Linked DNA regions of Pan paniscus: region 2 is linked to region 1. Evidence: chromatin contacts called from public Hi-C data. All regions are on one chromosome and are shown on one strand. Each heading gives the region's core, a stretch centred on a gene start, on an enhancer-like site or on the middle of the called end of the contact. The rest is flanking DNA. Distances are from core to core; before and after follow the strand shown.

Region 1 (7,042 bases), core at 2,630-5,129:
CAGGCGCTCAGTAAGTACTTGCTCTATTCTCTTTAATGTCACTACCCCAAAAGGTTGTTTTCTAGTGTTGGGGTTGGGGCAAAAAGGGAAGTGAGGAAGGGTGTGGCACGAGGAAGTTAGTGGTTGCCAGGTCTGAGAGTATTGTGAAATAGTCTCAGTTTGTCAATATGTATGTTGGAAGTAGTTTTTACCAGAATGAGTAACAGATGAGAAAGCAGCTAATTGCAAAGACAATAGGATTTCTTGGCAGCATGAGGTTTCCCTTTCTCTTTATGGAGGAAGAGAAAGATTTCCATGGGGGTGTTTACCATTGAAAGCATTCACAGATGTAGTTTCTGAGTTTGCCTGTTAGATGAGGAAAGTGGAGGAGACAGGAGTCTATCAATGAGGAAGGAGATTTAGTCTCAGGCCTGAGAAACCCCATGGAAGAAACCAAGCGTTCAGGTAGACTCTCAGGAACATCAGGCAGGAGAGCAAGAACAACAGAGAGAGGAGGAGATGGAGGAGCAGGAGCAACAGCAAGTTCATCAGTCCATCAGGGCTGTGATGTAGCGGGGTGGCCAGGTCCCCCAGTAGGTGGCAGGGACTCCAGCATCATCTCCTCCCTGAACACCAAGCCTGAAGCTCCAGATCTGGTCCGAGGGTGGTCCCTTTCCTCCCATCCCACTCCTAGGGTGTCTCTGTGCTAGGTTGGAGAGGATCTGCCCGTGAGGGAGACCATTCTTTGAGCAATGGTTTATATTGTCTGCTCAGCTCTGAACTTCCCTCATAACATGGAGTTAGAGGTGGGAATGCATTAGGAACAAAGAACCCTGGAATTCACTTTCTTGTCTGACTCCAATTTACGTGTGACTCCTGGGACAAGTCATTTAGCCTCTCTAGGCCCCTATTTCCCATCTGTAAAATCAGGAAATTACCATCCCACCAAAAATAGATGCACTTGATAATACTGAGCATCAGAAATAGAAGAAATATAGTACTTTTTTATATTAGCAGTGATAGGCGATGTGCATGATTTGAATTACCGTTAGGCTGCGAGACTCTGCGACTGTGCTAGTCTGTGTGGGTGGCGTCTGAGAGTTGGGGGAAGTAGAGGGAAGGTTTTTTGCTAAACACTGATTCAGGGCAGTTATTTTCCAGAATTGATCAGGCTGCTGATAGAATCATCCTCAAAGTTAAAATAAAAATTCCAGGGCCCACGTGGGACTATGGACCTGCGTGATTTTGGAACCACTGACTCAAGTGAGGACCCAAAAATGTAGAGAATGGATCTAAAAAATGGAAAAAAGCACAGATGCCAGACTCAGTAGCAAAGCAAGTGTTGAAACTTAACACTGAATACTAAACTGATTCCCTACCGGATCTGCCGGAAGAGAAGCATGCAGCCATTTGGGAAGCTGAGGGTCAAGGTCATTTATATTCCAGGTATTCTCAGACAGGCTCTCACATGTCAGTGCCTAGTGCTTGACAGAATAATTTCCCTCCTGAGTTAGATGATTCATTGGAAAATGAAGCCCTCCTGTCGAGACCTTTCAAAAAAAAGTCTCCTTTCTTTACTCCCTTAATTGCAGAAAGTAGAAAGAGGGTGATTAAATCCCCATTAGCAACCCAGGGATCAAGCTGCTAAGAAACCTCAGAATTGCATAAGCACCAGCCCTCTTCACTGCAGTCAGATGGGCCAAAACTTGGAAGAGAAATTGACTTGCTGTGATGGCCGCTCATTTGACAGCCATGCCTGGCCACTGAGCCGTAAATCTGACAACACCTGAGCAATGCTCTATTTTCTAAAACCAGACTTCGTTTTTGTTCTGAAGATGCTGTGGTTTAACTCAATAATGTGTCTAGTTTGGAACTTTCTGGAATAAATACCAGAAAGGCACTGGGAGGGGAAAAATTCTCTGTGGGTTTAACACCAAGATTTACAAAATTTCACAGTTAGTTTGCTAGAAACATGAGGAGCTAAAGGAAGAATTTAAAGATCACCCCAAAGAAGCCAACAGACAAGCTAGAATGTGGGACATTCTGTACAACAATGGTTTCTACAGCAAGTCAAGGGTAGAAAAAAAGAGGGGGAGAGGTTTGTTTTAGATTAAAGGAAATCTAAAAGATATACCTAACAACCAATTGTAATGCATGGACCTTGTTGGGATCCTAATTTGAACTAATCAAATGTACAAGGCATTTTTGAGACAACGGGGGAAATCTGATAATGGAATGGGTTAATAACCAGGGTTTATTATTTTTGTTAACTGTGAAAATGTGACAGTACTTGGCATCGAGGTTATGTAAGATGACAGCCCCATGCTTTAAGAGATGCGTACTGAAGTGTATAGCAGCAGACTGACATATCTGGGTTTTATTTCATCAAAGGACTTCTCTTTTATCAAAGGAAAAACAAAAGCAAAGAGATGGAGCAAATGTGGCAAAATCTTGCTAATTATTACATCTAGGTGATGGGTTTATGGGGGTTCATTATAATGTTCTCTCCACTTCTGTGTGTGTTTGAGATTCTGTCATAATATTTTTGTGTGTGTAGGTAAGCCTCAGGATGAGAAGCATCAGTAAACTATCAAAAATGGGGTGGGTTGAGAGTGGGTGGCGCTGCGTCTTTGCAAGAAAAATAAAAATAGCATGGGCTCTCAAACTTCAAGGAGCTCTGCACTCTGCAGAGATGGCTCCTTATTCTCTCTAAACAAGGAAAATAATACCTTTCATCTTGATGGAGAATTCTCCCAGCAGATTCTCTAGCTCCGCTTCAATGGTGCACATATTCTGCAAAGAGGACAGGAGACGATCATGAGAGCTAGCCTTTCACCCAACAGCTCAAAGCACACGACGTTCGAACAGCAGCACAACCACTGCGTGAACAACGAGAAGCATTTACCTGTTTGCTCCACACAGCACAGCCTAAGAAACATTCTTGACAAAATGTTTGATCTGAGTCTAAGCCCACCTTTTAGTGTACAGGAAATTTAGGGCATAGATGAGCAAGTCAGATTATATCAAAAATAGACACATTCAGAATGTGGGGTAGTCTATAGGAATTAGCATGAATTCTACAAAAAGGCAGTATCATAGGGGAAAAAATTTCTACATAAAGAGACTAGACAAACATAATCACCAAATGTAACAACTTAACCTTGATAATATCCTGATTTGAAAGTAAATAAATCAAAACATTTATAAAAGACATTATTGATCCAAATAGGGAAAACTTGAAAATGGACAATATGTTATATAATTCTATGGGATGATTGTCAATTTTCTTGGTTGTGGTAATGGTATGTGGTTATGTAGGAAATGTAGATATTCCACAGGTTACTATTAAGAGATCCCTGGCTTGATTTAGCCATTGTATTACATATTTCTGTGCATACACACTTCAAAACATCATGTTGTATACCATAAATATGTAGTTTTTATTTGCCAATTACAAATAAATTTTAAAAAGAGATCCAGGTTAAAATACATATGGGGTGAAATGTCATGATGTCTATCACTTACTGTCAAATGACTTGAGGGGGATTTGATCATATGAGAGAGAGGGAAAACAAATATGGCCAAATATTACCGATTGGTAAATCTAGATAAAGGCATATGGTGTTCAATGTACTAGTCTTTCAATTTTTCTATAGGTTTGAAATTTTTCTTAAAAATTTGGGGCCAAAAGAGCACAAGGGCTGAATTCTGCTCAAGTGAGTAAGGCAGACTTCCTACTGCAAACCTACAGCACCCCAAAAATTATTTTTGGGTCTGACAAGGGTCTTCTCTTTGATGTTGAAGGAACAGGATAGAGAGAAGGAGTAACACCATCTGTGCATGTGGTTAGATACATAACTACCCTCACCCTACTTCCTCAATACCTGAGGACCTAAATAGAACAATTGCAGTTAGAAATGAAAAGGGAAAGTGCTGCGGCCATGGGCCATCCCCAGGGAGGCCCTTCTGCTGCTTGACCAGCTTACAATCTGGATTCTGCCTCTGCTATGCTAAGCAGCAGTCTCCACTGAAGCTTGATGCAGGGTGATGTCTGCAGGCTTCTCCCTCAGTTGCCAGCCTCCCACAAGGCTAGGGGTTCGAGGGTGGCCTCACTGACAAAAGCATGGCCAGCTTGATTAGTGCAGGCTGGTATTGCTTCCATTTGAATTCTGTATGCTGAGGACCTCAGCCTAGAGGTTCTGATTCTTCTATGTTTCTTTGTTCTGCTCCAAATGATCACTCTCATGGGATGCAAAGAGAATGGCATTGCTTTTTCCCTTGTAAATTCTCACTACCTGAACTAGCTAGCAAGGCTGGGGAAAACTTCCTGAAGTCTGAGCTCTGTGTAGCTTGAAAGCCTTGAAAACAAAGCCTCAGTATTATAAACCAATTTATTTCCTCAGAGTATTGGGCACTTCTGTGAAGAAACACAGTTTCCAGACATATCAACTATGCTATCATGCATGTCAGGATTGCTACCAGTATCTCTGAAAAACGTGAGAGCAGCTAGGTTAAGACTTGAGGACATCCATGGTCAAAATTTTCCTCCCCCGACCCCCTGGCACCCCCCCCCACCCACAGCCACTGATGAACATTGCTGCACACGCAAAAGCACCTGAGCCACCTTGACCTCATTGTTAAATCCTCATTTTAAACCATCATCATAATAACATGCTGGCTTTTGTGGTTATGTGAGGATGTATTTCTTTCTTGCTTTTTTGTTTTTTTGAGATAGAGTCTCTATCTGTCACCCAGGCTGGAGTATAGCGGCGCTGTCTCAGCTCACTGCAACCTCCGCCTCCCAGGTTCAAGCGATTCTCCTGCCTCAGCCTCACGAGTAGCTGGGATTACAGGTGCCCGCCACCACGCCCGGCTAATTTTTGTATTTTTAGTAGAGACGGGGTTTCGCTATGTTGGCTGGGCTAGTCTTGAACTCCTGACCTCAAGTGAACCTCCCAACTTGGCCTCCCAAAGTGCTGGGATTACAGGTATAAGCCGCTGCACCCGGCCATGAGGATATAAAACCACCTGATACCAAATGAGGTATGAGGCTACAGAAGCCCTGGACTTCTTTCTTCTCTAAGGCAGTTTAAATTGCACTCTATGTCTTTGAATTTGTGAGCAAGGTCATGATGCCATGCCCTGGCACTTGATCAAGGGTGGCTGTGTCTGAAATGACCTGCAAATATGCCAACAAAGGCAGCCCCTGCATTCTGCTGGTCAGTTATCTGCATTTGTCCTATAAACATCCTTTATAATTGGAAACGGCTCTCCTCATTTCAGAGATCTGTAGAAGTGGGGTCTCGTGAACTAGGACTGCTTCTAGGCCAGGAATTTTCAATCTGCAGCTCTATAAAGTAGGATGGGGGAGGGTGGGAAGAGTCAGATCTTTATTTTCACTATCATTTAACTGAAATTAAACATGTTTAGGTATGATGAAGGTAGAAAACAAGCCACAGCAGTATTAGCCATACCTGTGACTTTGACACTGATAGAAATCACATATATGTTCATGTCACATTATTTATTGCAGATAACTTTTTAAAAAATCATTTATACTTTTCATTACTTTGATGTTTCAGTAGTTATTAGAGCCACTACTAGATCTTATAATTTGATGTGTTAATAAAGCAGCAGCATAGAACTATGTCACATATTTGACTTTTGAAATATTTTGAAAACTATACTGATGATATTGAAATAACTGTGTTTCAATATATTTTCTTCTTTTCAATTCCTATGTATTTTATTTTATGCATTTAAAAAACATTATTCTAGGCCGGGCTCAGTGGCTCACGCCTGTAATCCCAGCACTTTGGGAGGCAGAGGCTAGCGGATCACCTGAGATCAGGAGTTCGAGACCAGCCTGGCCAACGTATAGTAAAACTCCGTCTCTACTAAAAATACAAAAATTAGCCGGGTGTGGTGGCACACACCTGTAGTCCCAGCTACTTGGGAAGCTGAGGCAGGAGAGGTACTTGGGAAGCTGAGGCAGGAGAATCACTTGAACCCGGGAGGCAGAGATTGCAGTGAGCCAAGATCGCACCACTGCACTGCAGCCTGTGTGACAGAGCAAGACTCTATCTCTCAAAAAATAATAAAAAAATTATTCTAAAGGAGGAACTTAGGTAAAGAAGCCCTGCTTTAAGTCAAATAAAGAGAGAAACTTGGTTTAGACAAGAGGCAACATGGGAGTGTACACACAAAGGGATCCTACTGACAGTCATCCAAGCTGTCCTTCTGATCCCAGGGCTGAACCAGATGCTCAGCTCTGGGAATTGTCCAACAGACCCTCTACAGGCTGATGACTTCATTCATGAAATCTGATCTCTGAACAAAGACTCATGGGATAGTGAGGAGTGCTGCTTTAATAATTTAGTCATTTCATCAAAGACATTGGTATTAGGTGACCTCAGGAGGAGTGAAGACCTCTCTATGTCAGATGCTTGGGCCCCAGAGAGTTGGAAACCAGGAAAGCACACTTCTGTTCATGGTTCTTAATCTTGGCTCCTTTATGATAAAAATTTCTCACAATTAAAAAAAACATTGTAGGCAGAGGGTTACTGATCCAACACTGACATCCAGTGTAGCTATCTGAACCATAGGGTCTGCTCCACTTCCAGGGATAAAACTAGGCTCGATTTACACTAGAATATTTAGAAGTGTGTTTAAATGACACAAATCAGGGCAATGTGGTTTACGCATTCATTTTATTTTATTTTAGAGATGTGGCCTCGCTCTGTCACCCAGGCTGGAGTGCAGTGGCGCGATCGTAGCTCACCGCAGCCTTGAACTCCTGGGCTCAAGCAATGCTCTTGCCTCAGCCTCTTGAATAACTAGGACTACAGGCACGTGCCACCACTCCCAGCTTATTCATTCATTTTAAGCAATTCTACCGATTGCCTTTCTTGCATACTTTTTAGGCTAACAGTAAAACCTATCTTTCCAGAGGGTGGAATGAGGTTGTGGGTTGCTGTTTGCCTTGTTCTTGGCAATTACCAACAATTCACACCAGGCCAGATGGGATTCGGCAACTTAAGCAGGTTAGTGAGTTATACCTCTG
Region 2 (7,042 bases), core at 2,165-4,664, 130 kb after region 1:
AACTGTCAAGAAAACTCAAAGAATAATGATTGTGTAGAAAAGACATCATATATTGGCTTGACTTTTTTCCCAACATCTGGTTGTGTGTGTGTGTGTGTGTGTTTATCATGCTTTTAGAACTTCCCTCCTATCTCTCCATCATGCCTTGTCCTTGCCATGTTTATGTTACAATCATCCAGAACAGGGGTTGGTTAGCCTGCTTCTTCCTTTAGTAAATAAAGTTTTATTGCCCATTCATTTACATATTATCTATGGCTGCTTTCACACTACAGCAGCAGAACTGAGTGGTTGGAACAGAGACTATATGGATTGAACACTGAAAATATTTACTATCTGCCCTTTTACAGAAAATGTTTGCCAATATCTAATCCAGATTTTAATTTGTGTTATTAATTTTAAATATATACCATATTTAGACAAGTCAACTAGTTTCTTTCCTCTACACTGATTCTTGAACCCTACATCTTCATCTTTCTTGGATTCATTATTTATTTTGTTGAAGTTTATGCTATTGTCATTCTTTCAAAAAGATTCTATTGGTGATATATATCTGCTGAGTTTTTAATATCAAAAATCATGTTATTTAATTTCTAGGATCATTGTTTGCTTCATTTTCATGGATATAATATCTTAAACAAATTTGAGGAAAATTATTATATTTGTAATACTTATAAGTATATATTTTACTTATACTAATTGTACTTGTCTTTTTCTTTTTTTTTTTTTTGAGACAGAATCTTGCTCTGTCGCCCTGGCTGGAGTACAATGGCATGATCTCAGCTCACTGCAACCTCCGCCTCCTGGGTTTGAGTGATTTTCCTGCCTCAGCCTCCTGAGTAGCTGGGATTACAGGCAAGCACCACCATGCCTGGCTATTTTTTTGTATTTTTAGTAGAGATAGGGTTTCACCATGTTGTCCAGGGTGGTCTTGAACTCCTGACCTGGTGATCCGTCCACCTCGGCCTCCCAAAGTGCTGGGATTATAGGTGTGAGCCACCATACCCAGCCTTGTACTTTTCTTAAAATTATAAGATTTATAAAATGAAAAAGATATCACATATTGATTGATTTTACTCCTTAGAATAGCAGTTAAACACTATGCAAAGTGCATTTGCTAAGTTTCTTTACTTTTTGTGTGGGTGTAGTTATTTGCATAGGTTTAATATTTAATACCCTGGCTGGGCACGGTGATCCCAGCACTTTGGGAGGCCGAGGCAGGTGGATCATGAGGTCAGGAGTTCAAGATCAGCCTGGCCAAGATGGTGAAACCCCATCTCTACTAAAAATACAAAAATTAGCCAGGCGTGGTGGTGGGCACCTGTAATCCTAGCTACTTGGGAGGCTGAGGCAGGAAGAATTGCTTGAACCTGGGAGACAGAGGTTGCAGTGAGCCGAGATCATGCCATTGCACTTCACCCTGGGCTACAGCATGAGTCTCAAAAATAAAAATAAAAATAAATAAATAAATACCTTTTGTTGTGTCAATATAAATAAAACAGGCCAAATGCAACAAAACATACTATATCAAAAATAAAATCCTCACTTTCGGTTCCTGGACATTTTCTCAAATGAAAGAGTTGGCTTATCCAAAATGATGTTTGTAGTCATATTGTAACATGTGCTTTTAGGCAATAACGTCTCAGTGTGCTGAAAAGATAAAGGTCTTAGTTTCTGGACGTGTCAAAGGACAAGACCAAATCAACTTTAATAGGTGGATATTTGCAAAAACATCATTGATAATGCTTCTAATGATGTAGAAAAGATAAATCAGCAAATAAGAAGTCAATACCAAAAGAGGAACTCCAACATTGCAGACAATTAGAGCTGATGACAAAGATGTGATACCTGGATGCTCAGAGCTTCATATGGCCTCATGGTCTCAAGAAGCCACAATCGTGAGTCGTACCCTGGGGCTTCTGAAAAAAGTGGACTGATTGGACTTATATTGATACGAGTGAATAGTTTAAAAGCCACTGTTTCAATATTGTTTACTATGACAATGATGGTTTATAGTTTAAACTTATCTGTATGATGTATTAGAATGAGAGGACTGAATACTCTAAGGGTGACTCATAGTGTGCATTTGTTGCATTGTTTGAGAACATTCAGCTATGCTGTAGAAGGAAAAAAAGAAATGGGATATGTCATAAGCTCATAAGGGGTGTTAAGTAAAGTACTTAGTAGAGCACGTGTATGTTAAATATAGATAGAAAAGAATGGATGGGCCAGGAAAATCCTAGTATTTTATGAGATCATAAATATACACGAGGCACTTGGGCACCAAATGTACATCAGACATATGAAGCTCTAAATACACAATAAAATCCAAATGCTCAGGATACATAAAATATGCATGCGCACTCAATGTTCATAACACTTTAATTTGGCCAGCCATTGGTGGTACCTATCATGACCCACATGTTCTCTGTCCAAGGCACAAATAAAACCCATGGCTGTTCAATAGTCTAATCAATGAGCTACAATTGCAGCCAGGCATACATGGCCCTGTTCCTGTGTCTTTCTAACAAGCATGCGTCATTAGCCCTGGGAACCTTCTGCTTGTAGAGCCCTTGCTCAAACCTCAGGTAGGTCTGGTCTTTATAATCATAGCTTCAGTGTTGAAGGCTGATGCAGCTGAGAGAGAGGACATAAAAACTTTGTACACCGTAGGATTCAGATAATATTATTCTTTCACCCTACTTGCCCTCTATTTTACATTACCTTACCAGATCTCTTCTTGCTATGTATTTTAAATTGTTTTAATAACCTATATAATTTGAGAATTTTAATTTAGTCTGTGAGCCATTCTGTTGTGTGACTTCTTGGGTAGCTTGTCTGGTGGTATACTAGGAGGTACATTGCAACAAGGTAATTTCCCACAAGACAGATAGGATCCAGAATTCTGGAAACCTCAACCAGCTAAATGCTATGATTATGTCCCCCTGCTAGGTAACCAAGGGACATCTATGCACAGTGGCTGAACGCCATCCATGAAATCCCACCTATGGATTTAGGTTTATGGAATTCACAACCAAACCTCACTGTGGGCCCCCAGTGTGCTGGGCCTCTTGGAGCCCTGAGAAGTCCTCTGCTTAGATTAGGTGGCCACCAAAACTGGCTAAGTGGCCTCTGTATCTCCCAGACCCATATCCAAACCTCAGCTTAAAGGGTTTTAATGAAACCCTCAAAGGAAAAAAAAGAATAGCATCCTAGAGACAGCTGGTCAAGGGAAGAGTTAGGTGAGTTGGTCTAACCTGCTTACTCCAGACCTTCCGAGGGAAGCTAACCCCATCCAGGCAGGAAGCAGCCCCACACCCTCTTCTTGTACCTGATTTCTGAGATAAGAGAGCTCCACAGAGAGAGTTCACCACGTGGACTCAGAGTTTCAATTCATTTTGCATCCACTATGATATTTTAAAAGCTTTGGCTCTTGACACCAAAGCCCTAGGGGGCAAGACAGGGAGCCTGACACTCCACCTGGTGGTCAGAGTGTTGTATTAACAGGTTTTTGCTAAGAATCTGTGCACTGAGTTAGGAAAGCATTTGATAATGGTTTTTTCTCAAGAGCTCTGCAAATGGTCACAAAACAAGGTACTATAGGAGGAGATCCTTCCTTTGGAGTCCACTTGGCTTGAGTGACCTTTATAGTCCATTCTAAATCTTAGCTCTCATGAAATTTTCATAATTTGTCTTATCACGCAGAAGACATTACAGGTACTCCTCACTTTGCATGGTTCCAAGAGCAAATGCTCCTCCACCTGATAAACAACTTCAGCAAAGTTGCAGGATACAAAATCAATGCCCAAAAATCACTAGTATTCCTATACACTAGCAACAGCCAAACCAAGAACCAAATCAGAAGGCAATCCAAGTCACAATTGCCACAAAAAGAATAAAATACCTAGGAAAACGGCTGACCAGGTAGGTGAAAGATCTCTACAATGAGAATTACAAAACACTAATCAAAGAAATCAGAGAAGACACAAATAGAAAAAATCTCATGCTTATGAATAGGAAGAATCAATATCATTAAAATGGCCATACTGCCCAAAGCAATTTACATATTCAATGCTATTCCTATCAAACTGCCAATAACATTCTTCACAGAACTAGAAACAACTATTTTAAACTTTATACAGAACTAAAAAGAGCCCTAATAGCCAAGGCAATCCTAAGCAAAAAGAATAAAGCTGGAGGCATCGCATTACTAGACTTCAAAATATACTACAAGGCTATAGTAACCAAAACAGCATGGTACTGGTACAAATCTGGATTTACATGTAAAACCTCATGATTTTAAAACAACGACAGCAATTCAAACTTAAATATCCTATGAGCCAAGCAAACAAAGTGCCACCAGGGAATGGCCTTTATTGTAAAACACCTGCAATAAGGATATCTTTGAATGGAAGACAAATTTGTTTGTTGTTTGTATTTCTGTCAGGTCAATAGTAATATTTTGTTGTTTGTATTTCTGTCAGGTCAATAGTAACATTTTGTTCAGCATTTCTAATTGTGTTTATCTGATCTTCTCTCTATTCTTTATTAGCCTAGCTAGTGGCCTACTTTATTAATTTTTCGAAAAAACCACCTCTGAGATTCATTGATCTTTTGAATGGTTTTCTCTTTGTAGGTCTCTAAGAACTTGCTTTATGAATCTGGGTGCTCCTGTGTTGGGTGCAGATATATTTAGGATAGTTAGACCTTCTTGTTGAATTGAAGCCTTTACCATTATGTAATGCCCTTCTTTGTCTTTTTCTCCCCTTTCTTGGTTTGAAATATGTTTTGTCTGAAATTAGGGTTGCAATCCATGCTTCTTTTTCCGTTTTCCATTTGCTTGGTAGATTTTCCTCCATCCTTTTATTTTAAGCCTATGAGTGTCATTATGTGTGAGATGGCTCTCTTAAAGACAGCATACCATTGGGTCTTGCTTTTTTATCCAGCTTGCCACTCTGTGCCTTTTAAGTGGGGCATTTAGCCCAATAACTTGATTTTCATGAAAGAGGTTAATGGTGTGTGTGTGCGTGCACACATGTGCCTATGCACATGCTCACTTTCAGTAATTCAAAGAAGTATCCTATATCAGAGGTCTTCAAACTGTGACCTGACGGCAAGGCCAAATTCAGTCTGCCAATTGTTTGCTTGTTGTAAATAAAGTTATATTAAACAGTCATGTCCATTTGTTAATGTATTTTCTATGGCTGCATTCACATTACGAAGGCAGAGTTGAACAGTCTCACAAATTGCATATCCCCCAAAGATGACAATATTTACTATCTGACTCTTTGAGAGCAATTCTGCTAATGCTTGCTTTAAATTTTGATTTGGTATCATTTTAAAAATCTCATTAAATTTTTAACAGACTATTTAATCAATTAACTTGTAGTTCAGCCCAAGATAAGAGTTGATTCTTGAGTTAACTGGTACCTAACATTTCACTCACAGTGCCATTCCTTTGGCTAAATGTATTGTTCTTTGTTAAAATGTAAGCTCCCAGACAAAGGTATGACACACAGTAATTTCTGAGTTATAGTAATTGGGAAACAGATAATTTCCAAAGAGTAGGTTTTTTAAGGTGATAGGAATAAGAGGATATGAGGAACTGGACTCTTTGAGACTGAGGAAGACACATCAAGAAAAAAGGTAAAGGGATATAAAGGGGATGTTAAGGAGAGAGAAGACTAAGCTTCTATTTTGTAAATTAGTGAAGGTCTGGACCAACACAAATCAAAGAAAGTACAGATCAGGTAATACCATTTGAAGGTCTGATCACGTTTCTTTGCAGCATCTTAGAGTGTATCACAATATAGCACCTTATTTCCATCAAAAACACCATGTGCTAAGCCATGAGGAGACTGGGATGTTGAAAGCCATTTGCAGGTAAAGTGGTGCTGAAAGCATTTCCGATCTGTTGTAATGGCTCTGATCACCATTGCTGCTCCCTAGCCCACTTTCGATTTTTCTACCTTTATTCTCACCTGTAGAAGAGCAAAGAAGAAGGGACTTGAAGGATGTGGGAGAAGACATTGGGGTACTCATGAGAGTGATGGGACATGGTTTGGGGTGTCTGTGGCCACCATAAGGCAAAGTTTTGGGTTCTGAAACCTGGGGTGGAACAATGTTCCCTGGCTCCCTGGGCCAGTGCTAATGACCAATAGCACCATGAAACTTGCATACCAGAAACATACTCCAAGCATCCTAATTTGGTCTACACTTGCCCCATCTCTACTTGAGCTTAACTCTTTATCTTAAAATGAGGATTATCTCTGTCTCTCTCTTCCCATTTCTTGGATGTATTGATTCACAGTGAACTCTGACAGCCAATGGAGCTCACATTTTGTTTAGACATTATACTGTGATGTATATGGCCCCAGTGTCTGTGGCCAACCATCCTCTCTGCCATGCAGAATTTGGTTGCTGAGGCCACTAGGGGATACTCTAAATCCAGGGAGCCATCTGGTTCTGAGGAAGAAGGGCTGGGAACTAGGCCTGAGCTACCAGCGTGGGGACTTTTCCTTTCCTTTCTGCATCATCTTCTCTTCTTATTATGAGGGTTTTGTGCTAGAGAGCAGGACCCCAGCCTTAATAGGCTCCCTGGCTCTGCTGTTTGCTTTGCCTCTAAAGGGGTCCTCAGCCTGGGAGTGCACAGAGACTTTTCCTGGGGTGGATGTGGCTGTAGAGGAGGGTGAGGCTTCAGCAGTAGGAGCTGCTGAAGGGGCAATGAATTGTCTCAAAGGGTCCATCAGGACAGAAGAGAAATGGTCCCAGAGGGAAGCCATTTGGTTGGATAAAGTGTGCTATTCCTGGGTGGCATCACTGGGGGAAGGGAGTAGGGGCAAGTGGCCACGGGGAGGGAGGACTCTGGACAGCCAGGCCTTGCCTGGGAAACTGCCAATCCCGGCAACTCAATCCACCCCTTGTACACAGTTTGTCATCCTCTAGATTCTGTGCCATAGGAGCATCAGGGAAGTGAACTTGGAATGAAGGTGGCAGGGCTGCAGTCTCGCACAACTCCACAAAGCTCTGCTTACAGAGAATACAA

Evidence for each region. Hi-C and Micro-C count contacts between places; a contact is called where the count stands out from the background.
Region 2: a contact with region 1 is called in a Hi-C map of induced pluripotent stem cells, with 2.7 times the contacts expected there. The contact joins two enhancer-like sites. A contact is called at or near these places in 2 of 3 Hi-C or Micro-C datasets (fibroblasts and induced pluripotent stem cells).

The regions. Positions count from the first base shown.
Region 1 is chr5:39,503,577-39,510,618 of NHGRI_mPanPan1-v2.0_pri, forward strand. It overlaps RIPOR2 (RHO family interacting cell polarization regulator 2), which reads right to left. Exons shown (of 23, transcript XM_034961558.4): 7 at 7,038-7,042; 8 at 2,709-2,772. Among named protein-coding and RNA genes, the nearest start is that of ARMH2, 57 kb to the left of the region's middle. Within about 2 kb of position 3,880, at least 1 of the 2 cell types and tissues checked has open chromatin away from gene starts, as enhancers often do.
Region 2 is chr5:39,634,102-39,641,143 of NHGRI_mPanPan1-v2.0_pri, forward strand. No RefSeq gene overlaps it. Among named protein-coding and RNA genes, the nearest start is that of RIPOR2, 56 kb to the left of the region's middle. Within about 2 kb of position 3,415, at least 1 of the 2 cell types and tissues checked has open chromatin away from gene starts, as enhancers often do.